Regions from separate parts of the Oryctolagus cuniculus genome. Here region 2 is linked to region 1. Evidence: chromatin contacts called from public Hi-C data. All regions are on one chromosome and are shown on one strand. The core of a region is the stretch at or near the end of the contact, and the rest is flanking DNA. Distances in the headings are between cores, read along the strand shown. Region 1 overlaps LOC108177928 (a long non-coding RNA gene). Region 2 has its middle 800 kb from the start of ADAMTS5.

What was found. A called contact is a pair of places that touch in the nucleus more often than the background predicts.
Region 2: a contact with region 1 is called in a Hi-C map of an unstated tissue, with 8 times the contacts expected there. The contact joins two enhancer-like sites. A contact is called at or near these places in 5 of 6 Hi-C or Micro-C datasets (ear pinna, embryonic fibroblasts, psoas muscle and 2 more).

What each region holds. Positions count from the first base shown.
Region 1 is chr4:16,986,278-16,991,710 of mOryCun1.1, forward strand. It overlaps LOC108177928 (a long non-coding RNA gene), which reads right to left. Exons shown (of 3, transcript XR_001794589.3): 3 at 3,497-3,832. Among named protein-coding and RNA genes, the nearest start is that of N6AMT1, 220 kb to the left of the region's middle. Within about 2 kb of position 1,929, at least 1 of the 8 cell types and tissues checked has an H3K27ac peak or open chromatin away from gene starts, as enhancers often do.
Region 2 is chr4:18,040,746-18,046,802 of mOryCun1.1, forward strand. No RefSeq gene overlaps it. Among named protein-coding and RNA genes, the nearest start is that of ADAMTS5, 800 kb to the right of the region's middle. Within about 2 kb of position 4,711, at least 1 of the 8 cell types and tissues checked has an H3K27ac peak or open chromatin away from gene starts, as enhancers often do.

The sequences.
Region 1 (5,433 bases), core at 679-3,178:
GAGATCTCACATGAGGAGTAAGTGCACAGTGACTCCTGTTGTTGACTTTACAAATTGACACTCCTGTCTATGGCATCAGTAATCTCCCTATGCTCCAGTCATGAGTTCCCAAGGCTATGGAAGCCTTTTGAGTTCTCCGAGTCTTATCTTGTTTAGACAAGGTCATAGTCAAAGTGGAAGTTCTCTCCTCCCTTCAGAGAAAGGTACCTCCTTCTTTGAAGACCTGTTCTTTCCACTAGGATCTCACTCGTGGAGATCTTTCATTTAGGTGTTTTTTTTTTTTTTCTTTCTTTTTTTTTTTTTTTTTTTTTTTTTTTTTTGCCAGAGTGTCTTGACTTTCCATGCCTGAAATACTCTCATGGGCTTTTCAGCCAGATCCGAATGCCTTTAGGGCTGATTCTGAGGCCAGAGTGCTGTTTAGGACATCTGCCATTCTATGAGTCTGCTGTGTATCTCGCTTCCCATGCAACTGATGATTGACTCAGGATTCTGATTCCACTTTGTGCTCCTGCCAATCCTATTTTCATAGAGCAGCTGGAGTGATCTTTTGTGATAAGCTCAAAGTTGTTCCGTAGTTCCTCTTCCTACTTGGAATAAAATCCTGCACCTGGTGTGGCTTATCAAGCCGTCCATCTTTGGCCAGGTCTGGCTCTCAGAACTCCCTGCTTGCTTTTCTTCCTTCCCCTCTACTCCTGACAAATGAGCCTTAATTGTGGACCTGCGGTGTGTCCAGACTGCAAACCCCTCTCAGGAGCTTTGCCTTAAATCTGCAGGTGTGTCTGGAATACTCCCCACAGATCTGCATGGAGATAGATTGAAATTAATTTTTAGACTGGCCATAGCTTAATATAATCTCTTCTTAAACTGCTTGATATAAAATAGTCCTTCAGCCATTTTAAAATCAGATCGTCTTATTCTGATTTCCTTTAAAACTATTTGTTTTCTGTTTTCTTCCTCCCTACTAGCAAGTACCATAGTGAGCATAGAGCTTCCATAGCTTAGTGATCACCACATCCAGGGACAAGTGGTTCTCTGCCTGCTTTTGCTACCCACAGCACCCACCCTGCTTTCTCTCTGTTCCGAAAAGGCAGGGTTCATCCAATGGCAAGGAACACTGACCCTGAAGCCAGACAGCCAGGCTCAAGTCCAGACTTTGCCGTTTACTGGCTATGTGACTATAGAGAAGCAAACTCCTCAGAACTTCAGTTTCCCCTTTTGTAAAATAGGTAGGCTTAATAGTAATAGCTACCTCCATGGAGTTATTGAGGCAATTAAGAATGTAGAAACATGTTAACAATGATAAAGCACACAGATCACAGCCTGTCACATCAAAAGCCCCATAGATGTGTCAGTTGTCCTTAGTGTGGGGCATGCGTATATAAATTTTATATTCATAGAGTTTTGGTATATGTATTATATAGGTAACATACAGTTACATTTATAAGCTCTTAGATTTCTATTTACATTACATACAGTGTTACCTGTTTTTTTAATTCTATTGTCTAGCAGAGTGGCAAATAAAATGCGTTCCAAGATTTTGTGAAATGCCATAAACTAAACGGCATCTGCTTCTTTCTCACCTGGTTCAATTACAAGATTCAACCAAGTTCTCTTGCTGGTACCAGAACATGTGCCCCAGTCAGCCACTATTCTAGTACCTGCTGTTACCACAAGCATCCTGAAGGTGGCAGTGGAGACTTAAGGTTTGGAAAATGCTTCACCGTTCTTGCACACTCGAGGGTAGAATTTGAAAAGTTACTTCGAGGACCTGTTTTTATATCTTAAAAATTGTTTTTCATTATTATTGTGAGACGGGGTGGGTGGAATGTCGGGAAGCTGATCAAATGCAAGTAATATGCGGGAAACGGCAGCGCACTGTTATTCATTAACAACTCAGGCACAGTGGGAACATTGGAGCATTCCTAAGGAATTGCTGATGAGGTGAGCTGAGGGCAGGGAGCTTGCAGAAAGGGGCTTGGGCTTGCGTGGGGGCTACCTCCGAGCTCCAGGACTCCTTGATCTGTGGGGAGGGGCGCAGCCAGAGCGGGACAGAGCTGAGGGCTCGAAAGCACATTCTCTGTGTGTCTTCTAGAGATCTGGAGAGTCATAATATATCTGAAAGCAGACTAGAAATATCCTTAAGGATTAGAGTAGTCGCCCTCTGCAACTATATCTGAAATAATTTATATCGACCGCCAGATGGCAGTATTGCACCACAAAAGGTGTACAGGGCCAGGCCCTGCTTCTAAACTCTCAAATCTAGCCCCAAAAGTCATGTGTGCTTCCCATGTTTCTGGAATGTTGGGAATTAGACTTATAAGGAGCAATTGCTCTTTACTGGCACCCTTCCTATACACAGAGAATACATTTTTGTCAAAGCAGATGCTTATTGTCTTGGAAAATAGATCCCTAAAAGTTGAATTATAAAACAAAACAAAACAAAACCAGTTGAATTGTTCATGACTATATGCTTTCTGATTGAAGATTCTCAGTGAAAAAATGAATCAGCTTGTGAGCTACAATGTAATATTCCTAAGGTCAGACTATGTCAACTGTTGCCAAATTTCAGAACAAAATAAAACACAAAGATTTTTAGTTTAGAATTCACTTTTTAAAAATTTGTAGCATATGGGGTTTTCTAAAAGCACAAAACAAATGGTTTTAAAAACCAGATTTTATATAGTTTACATAGCCTATAACCATTTTTGTCTAAAATTGCACTCTGTAAATGCATTTATGTGGTTGAAGAGCTTGAAATGTGATTATCACGTAAGATGATGTGTGAAGCACACGCTTCCCACATGGCAGGAATTATAATAAATAGGAGTGGTGGCTCCATTTGTTAAGAATAAATAGCTTGGAGATAAGCGTTAAGATCGATTGCTAAGGGGTTCCAGCAGAGGCCAAACTGTAGAAGATCCGAGAATGATCTGCCTCCTGGGCTCTCCCCTTCAGGAGATACTGTAGATGAAAGTGTTCAGCAATTAATCACAGACAGCTTTCCAGAAGGGCAGCTCAATGTCGGTCTATCTTACTCAACCTGGATTGAGTCTGTAGCACACGTTTTAAATACCATGTCTGGGGAAGGTTTGGCTGGCACCTACTTAGTCTCTCCCTTATTAGATAGCTTCAGAATGGTAGACTTCTCAGTAGTCACAGTGACACTGTAGTTTCAAGGCACCAATTTTCTGGTAAAGACGTAAGAGGCCAAATTTGAAGCCGCATTACTTTTTGTTTCCTGAAATCGATGGATTACTTCTATCCCTTAAAAGCAGCCTTAATGGCTAGGATCATCTCACCATCTTCTGTTCTCGACTCCACTCTCCTCCTGGTGGTCATGGATGTAGTGAATTCTTTAATTAAATGAAATCTCTGGTACAGATCAATCAGCACTCATGTCATTCATCAAGTGTTACTACTTCTCTTCTTTTCTGCCATCCCCATTTTGAAGAGTTTCATTGTACTTCTGACAGGTATGGCACATGAATTCATTTCATATATTTTAAAAAGATTAATTAATTTATTTGAAAGTCAGAGTTACACACACACACACAGAGAGAGAGAGAGAGAGAGAGAGAGAGAAATGGCCAGGGTTGGCCAGATCAAAGCCAGGAGCTTCTTCTGGATCTCCTATGTATGTGGCATGAGTTCAAACACTTGGGCCATCTAATGCTGCCTCTCCCAGGCCATTAGCAGGAAGCTGGATCAGAAGTCGAGCAGGCAGGACATCACGCAAATGGGATGCTGTTGTCGCAGGTGGCAGCTTTATCCTCTGCGTCACAATGCTGGCCTCTTCAACTCGTATTTTGACATTTAACATCACTATGCATACCTAAGAAATTATCGGGAAAGAGAAGACATAAAATTGGTGTCATGTGGATGCAGAAGAAGGAACACTACAAAATAAGAGAATACTTTGGCTTGTAACTGGAAGAGTTTTTCTGGCAAAAGCTTTCTCCCTCAGTAGATTGGGCCTGTGTCTGTACAGCTGATTCAGATTCCTACATTCAGGTGAAAACAAAGAGATACAGCAGATGGCAGCATGGCATTGCACATGGCTGCTTTAGAGCAAAACCCACAATGTCAGTATCCCATTTTACTTTTTTCCCCTTTTTTCTTTTTTCCTAGTGGGTAAGTTACTGGAACCTTTTAAAAATGATTATTTATGGTGAAAATTTGGAAAAGCAATTATGCCTGTTTTTTCAAGTTTACTCCCATGGCCGTCCAGGACAAAGTAGCAGTCAGCAACCTGTCCCTGACAAGCCTGGAGGCTGAGGCATTGTTATTCTGGCCACCAGCACTTGCAGCACCCACTGTTAGATTTAAACATGGCTTGGAATTTAATCTCAGAGGTGTTCCCAAGGCTCTTTCAAGTCTCAAAGAGAAATTTGCCAAGTATTAAGAAAGAAAGAATTATTCTCAGAAATTATGACAAAAAAGTGATGAGACTGAGAAGTGCTTTGAGACTGAGGCACAGATGATCCCTGTAATGAATGTAAAGAAACATTTAAAAATAGCTGTTTGAAGGAACTCCCATCATTTTGTTTTCAGGAAAAGGTAAAACTTTAACCCAGGGGTCAGCAAATATTTTCTGTACAGGTCCAGACAGTAAGTATTTTCTGCTTAGTGGGTGACACAGTCTCTGTCACAGATCCTCAGCTCTGCACTGCACCTTGAAGGCAGCCACAGACAATACACACACAAATTGATGGGGCTGTGTTCCAATAAAACTTTATTTACAGAGACAGACACATCTGGTTGAGGGCCACAAAAGCTGAACTTGCTTTCCCTCCAAGGAATCCTCTGAATTCGATTAGAACCACTCCACAGACAATTTTCCCTCCCTTGTCTTTTAAATTCAATGCTGCTTTTTTGTTTGTGCCAAGTGTGAGCTTGTGTCATCTCTTTTGGAGGTGAAATAGCAGGTTGCGTTGGGTGGGACACAGAACAGACATGAGCTTCACATTAGAGATGGACCTAATCGTAATGTTGGCTCTGGCAAGTTGCATTTTTTTGTTATTTCTTTCCGTGGGGCCATCTAATTTGTATTTGATCTGAGGAATAAGAGTTTAGGCTTGGGGTTGCGTTTGCTTCCTAAGTTTCCCAGTAAGTATGATGTAATAGAGCAAATGTGCTTTAGGTATCTTGAGACCAAAGCATGTGTTTGCTGAGCAAACAAATCAGGTTAGGAAAGAGATTCTGTGAGTAATTACATTGAGGGAGGGAGAGATGTTTATGAACAGTGTTTTGTATCTAAAAATTCCATTAACTAATTCTCAAAAGGGGAATGTATTATAAATATATTTATCAATGGTTTCCAGAGAAGCTAATTTTAAATATAGTTTGCTCAAGGCCACTTGCCAATGTCTGGTCTCTGGTTGGAGACAGTCCAAGTATAGGTAATAATGATGAATAAATAAATCCACCTGTGGA
Region 2 (6,057 bases), core at 3,461-5,960, 1.1 Mb after region 1:
TGGTGCTCAGAGGTCACGTCTGGGAGATGGATTTAACTTGGAAATCACTCATGTGTGCTTTGTAATGAAAGCCATGTGTGCGATTGAGCCTGTCAATGAGGGAGAGCTTAGAACAGGAAAACAATAGAGCCCAGGCACAAAGCTTGAAAAACATACACTGTTGATGCTCCTCATTAAGTGGAGGATACAATAGAGAATGAAAAGTACAATGGCCACCGCCACCAAACAAAGCATACTATAAAGAAAAACATAAGGGAACCCAGGGTTTGGCATAAGATGAAGGTAAAGAGAATAGAGGGGTTTCAAAAGGGCACAGCTAATAATCTAACAATACTAGAAACCGCTGGTATGCTAGCAACTGGAACTCACCCCCAGGATTTAGTTGCAGATGAAGTCGTTGGTGACTTTAGCCAGAGCCTTGGAAAGGAACAGATACAGTCAAGACTGAGAAGTGCATGGGGTTATAAGTATTGAGAGTGATAGGTGGCACCAATTTTCTCAAGATAATTAGCTATGAAGATATCATGAAGGTAGGATAGCTCCTAAAAGGGTATGTGTGTCAGAGGAGAGGAATTTCATTGTTCTCTTAGAGATTTGTATAAGCTTTATTAAAGTTTATTTATTTGAAAGGAAGAGCAGTACACACATGTAGTAAGAAAGAGAGATATGGAGAAATCTTCCATCTGGTCATTCACTCCCCAAATGCCCCTAACAGCTGGGACCTGAACCAGAAGCTCCATTGAGGTCTCCTACTTGTGTAGCAGGGACTGAAGGAGTTGAGCCATCATCTGCTGCAGGGTACACATTAGCAGGAAACTGGATCAGATGTGGAGGCTGGACTTGATCATCGGCTCTCTGATATGGAATATCCATGGCTTAATTTGTGTTGCAATGCTTACTCCAAAGACTTATCCCAAAAGACAAGATATGAAAAAATACCTTGATAAAAAGCAGAGGAGAGAAAGCAACAATAAGCTCACCTGAGACCTGGAGAGAGGCGATGTTAATGCACAGATGAAGTACGGGGATAAGCACTGGATGGATGCACATGTGGGAAGGTTTATGTCTGAAAACCCACCCCATTCCCATGTCTGCCTCTGTCTACATCACTTTGGAGATCACCCACGCTTGCAGGCCATGGTTCCTTATGTGCATTAAAGATGGATAACCCAAGACTCATGCTGTTTTCAATCTTAAAGTGCAATGCTTGAATTGCTCTGTATTTTTACTCTGCAATTGCCAGAAATCCTTTAGAAGCTCCATATCACTGGACTTTATGTGAAGAGTTGGTTTGGTCTCATTTATCACAAAATATGTAAATCTAAAGTCCTTGTGTGTGTGTTTTAGTGAACGAGTAAGAATTGTTGGTGTTATTATTCTCATGATCATACTCACCAATAGGAGCATGTAACTGCTGTCACATCGCATTTCAATCACTGCTAAAGTTCTCAGAAAATGAAGTGGAAAGTTGCATGGTTTTGTCATGGTTCTAACTGTCCAAAGCTAGACTTCAGCTATTGCTTCTCTCAAATTCTTGCTGTATTATCAACATACTTTATAGGCCCTCTCATTAAAGACTTCCCAGGGTCCCAAATCAAAACACGAATGTTATGGTAACATTTCCAGCCTAACTGAAGTTTCCTAGGGTAGGTATCTAAGTCGCAATTAGGAAGAACACTGAAGATGCTGGCTTCCCTCTTTCAGGAGAGGATGCGATCACGTGACTTGTGGTGACAATCCTGAATACATACAGAGCCACCATGGATGCACGGTGACGTTAGGGTGGGACAGATATTGTTACTTCTTCTGTCTCAGAGAGGGGTCACCCTTCGCCACATGCCATCCTGGCTTCATGGAGTGGGAGAAGTGTAGTCTGGTCTTAACAAACAGTAGATACTGTTGGTGACAATGGAGCGCAGGTGACAAGGTTCTCCCAGAGCAAAGGACTAATGACTGAGTGTGCCTTTTGTAGCAAAGCAGTTCTATTCTCAATAATTCTATTTTACATACTTTTTCTGAATTCCCCATCTGATGATTACATTTGTTTGAATTAGAGACAAAAAATGATTGATTGAAACCATGAATAAACAGCTTATTTCACTTGAAACTCAGAATCCTACATAATTTAGAATGAATATTTAACTATAATTTTGTCGGTACCTTATGAATATCTCATTAGACTACTTCCTGTAAAATATCCTCCTTCAAAGTTGTCATCTCTGTGCTTTTCTTTTTTTTTTTTTTTTTTTCCATTAGCAAGGAACAGAAAAGTCTGTTTACCAGTCATTTCACACTTCTACATGCCCATTATACGGTGAGTAACATTATGTACGATCCTTAAGCACATAGTTGTGCTGAGCCGCTAATGAAGTGGTCTGAGGCTGGCCGGGAAGGTGTACCTCCACTAATCCCAAATTTCCCACTGCAAGGTCACTTCTCAAGTTAAGAAGAGGGAGCTGCTGGAGCCATACTCTGCATGTTCATGGTAGCAGTCAACCACCAGGGGGCAGGCTAGGATCACAAAAGTTTATCATCACTTCTTCCTCATGAGAACTTGGTGTAGGGGACTCTACAGAAAATCAAGAAGCAATCAGTTTTTCACAAATTGGATTGTAAATAAGCCATTTTAGATCCTGCTGATAGAATCAAGACAAAAAATGTATACAAAAATATTGTATTCTACTTATTGCAAAATAAAATGTGTTCTCAATTCTAATTTTCTATTTAATTTTATTCTTATCATATAGTGGTACAAGTGAAAAGGGTGCTTTTTTTTTTTTTTTTTACAATTAGTAACTTTCCTTTAGATTTTAACTATATGTAACCAAAATAAGTTCTTGTAAAACTGAAAGGATAAACATACAAACTACTAGAATATTTGCAAATTAATTTAAAGCCTAGGCTTCTTAAAACTTACTTTATGTTATCTTTAATAAAGTCACACTTATTTTATTTTGAAAACAGAGTTTAATAACAGGTGAAAAGGAGAAAGGCGTTGATGGTGGCATAACTGATTAAGCCCCTGCCTATAACACCAGGTACTCATTGGGGTCCTGGCTGCTCCACTTCCAATGCAGATCCATGCTAATGGCCTGGGGAAGCAGCAGAAGATGGGCCCAAGTCCTTGGGATCCTATCACTCACGTGGGAGATCCAGATGAAGCTCCTGGCTCCTTGCTTTGGCCTGGTCCAGCTCTTGCCTTTGGGGCCATTTGGGGAGTGAACCAGTGGATGGAAGATTTCTCTATATTCCTGTTTCTTTCTTTAACTTGGCCTTTCAAATTAATAAAATAAATATTTCAGAAAAATAATTAAAAAGAAAAGGAAGAAAATGCTAAGAAGCCTTCACCCTACACCCAAAGAACCCCTGTTGCTGCATTCATATAGTTAAGATGATCTGTTATGAGTAGGCTCTGTGGCACAGTGGCACAGTGGGTTAACCTACCACTTGGGACCCTTGTATACCATATAGTGGCTCTGGTTCCAGTCCCAGATATTCTGTTTCGTATCCAGCTTCCTGCTATTTTATCCAGAAAAAAAAAAAATGATGGTTCAATACCTGTTTCCCTGTTATCCACGTGGGAAGCCTGGATGGAATACCAAACTCCCAGTTTCAGCCTGACCTGGCACCAGCTTTTACTGTCATTGTCAGAGTGAACTGGATGGAAGATCTCTTTTTAACACCCCTCATCATTATGTATTTCAAACAAACAAATATTTGGAAGAAAAGTTGTACTGTTAAATCAAGAAGCCTCTATCATCCTGCTCTTTCTCAAAATTGGAATAAACACACGGTGGAACCTGGTTTTACTTTCCCTTAAAAACTTGGTGTGCAGAGTTGAGATTTATCCGAGCAGTTAAGCCTGAATTCCATATTTAAGTAAGCAGGTTCCATTCCTGGCCCTGACTCCAGATTTCAGCTTCCTACTAATGCAGATCATGGGAGGCAGCTGTGATGGCTCCAGTGATTTCCTTCCTTGCTATTGGCTTTGAATTACCCCAGTCCAAGAAATTGTAGGCATTGGAGTAGTGACCTAGCCAATGGGCAAGTACTCTCTCTTTCCCTCTCTCTTAAATTACTAAAAAGCAAATAAATAGATATATTTTAAAAACTTATTGCTGCCAATATCCCTGTCACCAAATATTCTTTTACATCATAGTGTGCAAAAAATACATAGTATATATTTGATATTTGAAATTATATTATTTTCAATGGTTTAATTGGTTCTTAAAACTTAATCTTGGCCGGTGCCACAGCTCACTTAGCTAATCCTCTGCCTGCGACACCAGCACCCTGGGGTTCTAGTCCTGGTTGGGGCACCGGTTATGTTCCAGTTGCTCCTTTTCCAGTCCAGCTCTCTGCTGTGGCCCAGGAGTGCAGTGGAGGATGGCCCAAGTCCTTGGGCCCTGCACCCGCAGGGGAGACCAGGAGGAAGCACCTGGCTCCTGGCTTAGCGGCCTTTTGTGGGGTGAACCAATGGAAAAAGGAAAACCTTTCTCTCTGTCTCTGTCTCTCTCTCACTGTCTAACTCTGCCTGTCAAAAAAAAAAATTAATCTTTTGGTTCCTAAATGAATAGGCCATAGTGCATATAAAGGTATCATTTTTCACATTCAGAACATTTTTTGTACACTGAGAACAGCATAGTTTACCTTTAAAGTAGGTATTAGTCTTAGGTAATAATCCTTCACTAATTTACAGCCTCTTGAAAAAAGGTGAGTCAGTATTCAGAGATCATGTTTCACAGTCAGTTTTAGTATTAATCATCTAATTCTCTTCTGTGCAGCATTACATCAAATTGTATAAATAACCGCTTACCAAAAGAAGTCATTTGAAATGTGTTTTTTTTTTAGTGTGACTAATCATATGATAAATTTACCTTATATGCATTGTCTAAGTGATCCTTCTTTCATGCCACTTAACACTTTTTTTAATTTAAAAGCAAGATTTATTTAAGTCAGAGACCTCCAGCAGGAGTGGCCTGGAGAAGGTGTTGGGGTTGGATGCTGTGGCATAGTAGGTTAAGCTACTTAACACTTTAATTGGCTATTTTTCCCAAGTTTCCCATGAGTCAATGCTAACTAAAAGCACAATGCTTAGAATAATTCCTACACAGAAGTAGAGCTGTTGAGGACTCCTCACATTTTGGAAACTGCAGTACAGCTTCCACAGTGGTATTTGTGCCCATAGGGATAGTGAAAAAAATTACAATATTTATCAATGGTTACAGTTAGTATAAGCTTGGGCTTATATTTAAAGCATCTTAAACCACAGATCACTCTTCTCTAAACTGGAGTTCACCAGAACTACTTTTGCAAGGCTGCCATGAGTATCAGAAGTGTTTGTTCACAAAGAACCTGTGTTGTCTGACCGCGCCATGAACAGACTCTGAATGTGGAGTAGGTCCTTATGTTGTGGAACATGCAACTGTTCCAAAGTCTCATGTTCATTAACAAAAGAGAAGCCAGGTCCTTACACTTGATGTAAATCCTCTCCTGCCTGTGAAGGGCAACAGTAAACCCAGACACTGGGTCTAAGAACATATTTCACTTCTAGATTGTCAACCAATGCTTAATTGTTCAAGAGAGGCGTCACTAATGGATGTTAAGACCTAACATCTCAGACCTTTCTTTTTCCATTTACAGGGTTCATCAAGGGGTCTCAGATCCTCACCCTTGCTGTTCAGAATGTTAAATGGGACAGTCACATTGGAAGTTTGGCAGTTATGCAAAAAGACCCCATGGAGTTGCCCTCTGGCCAAGCAACTCTATCCTGGGTAAATGTGTAAGGTTAATAAAAATATACATCCAAGCTAGTATCTGTACATGAATTTCCAAAGCACCATGTTTCATAATAGCATGAAAGTTCTACTTAGGCTGGCGCCACGGCTCACTAGGCTAATCCTCCGCCTAGCGGCACCGGCACACCGGGTTCTAGTCCCGGTTGGGGCGCCAGATTCTGTCCCTGTTGCCCCTCTTCCAGGCCAGCTCTCTGCTGTGGCCAGGGAGTGCAGTGGAGGATGGCCCAGGTACTTGGGCCCTGCACCCCATGGGAGACCA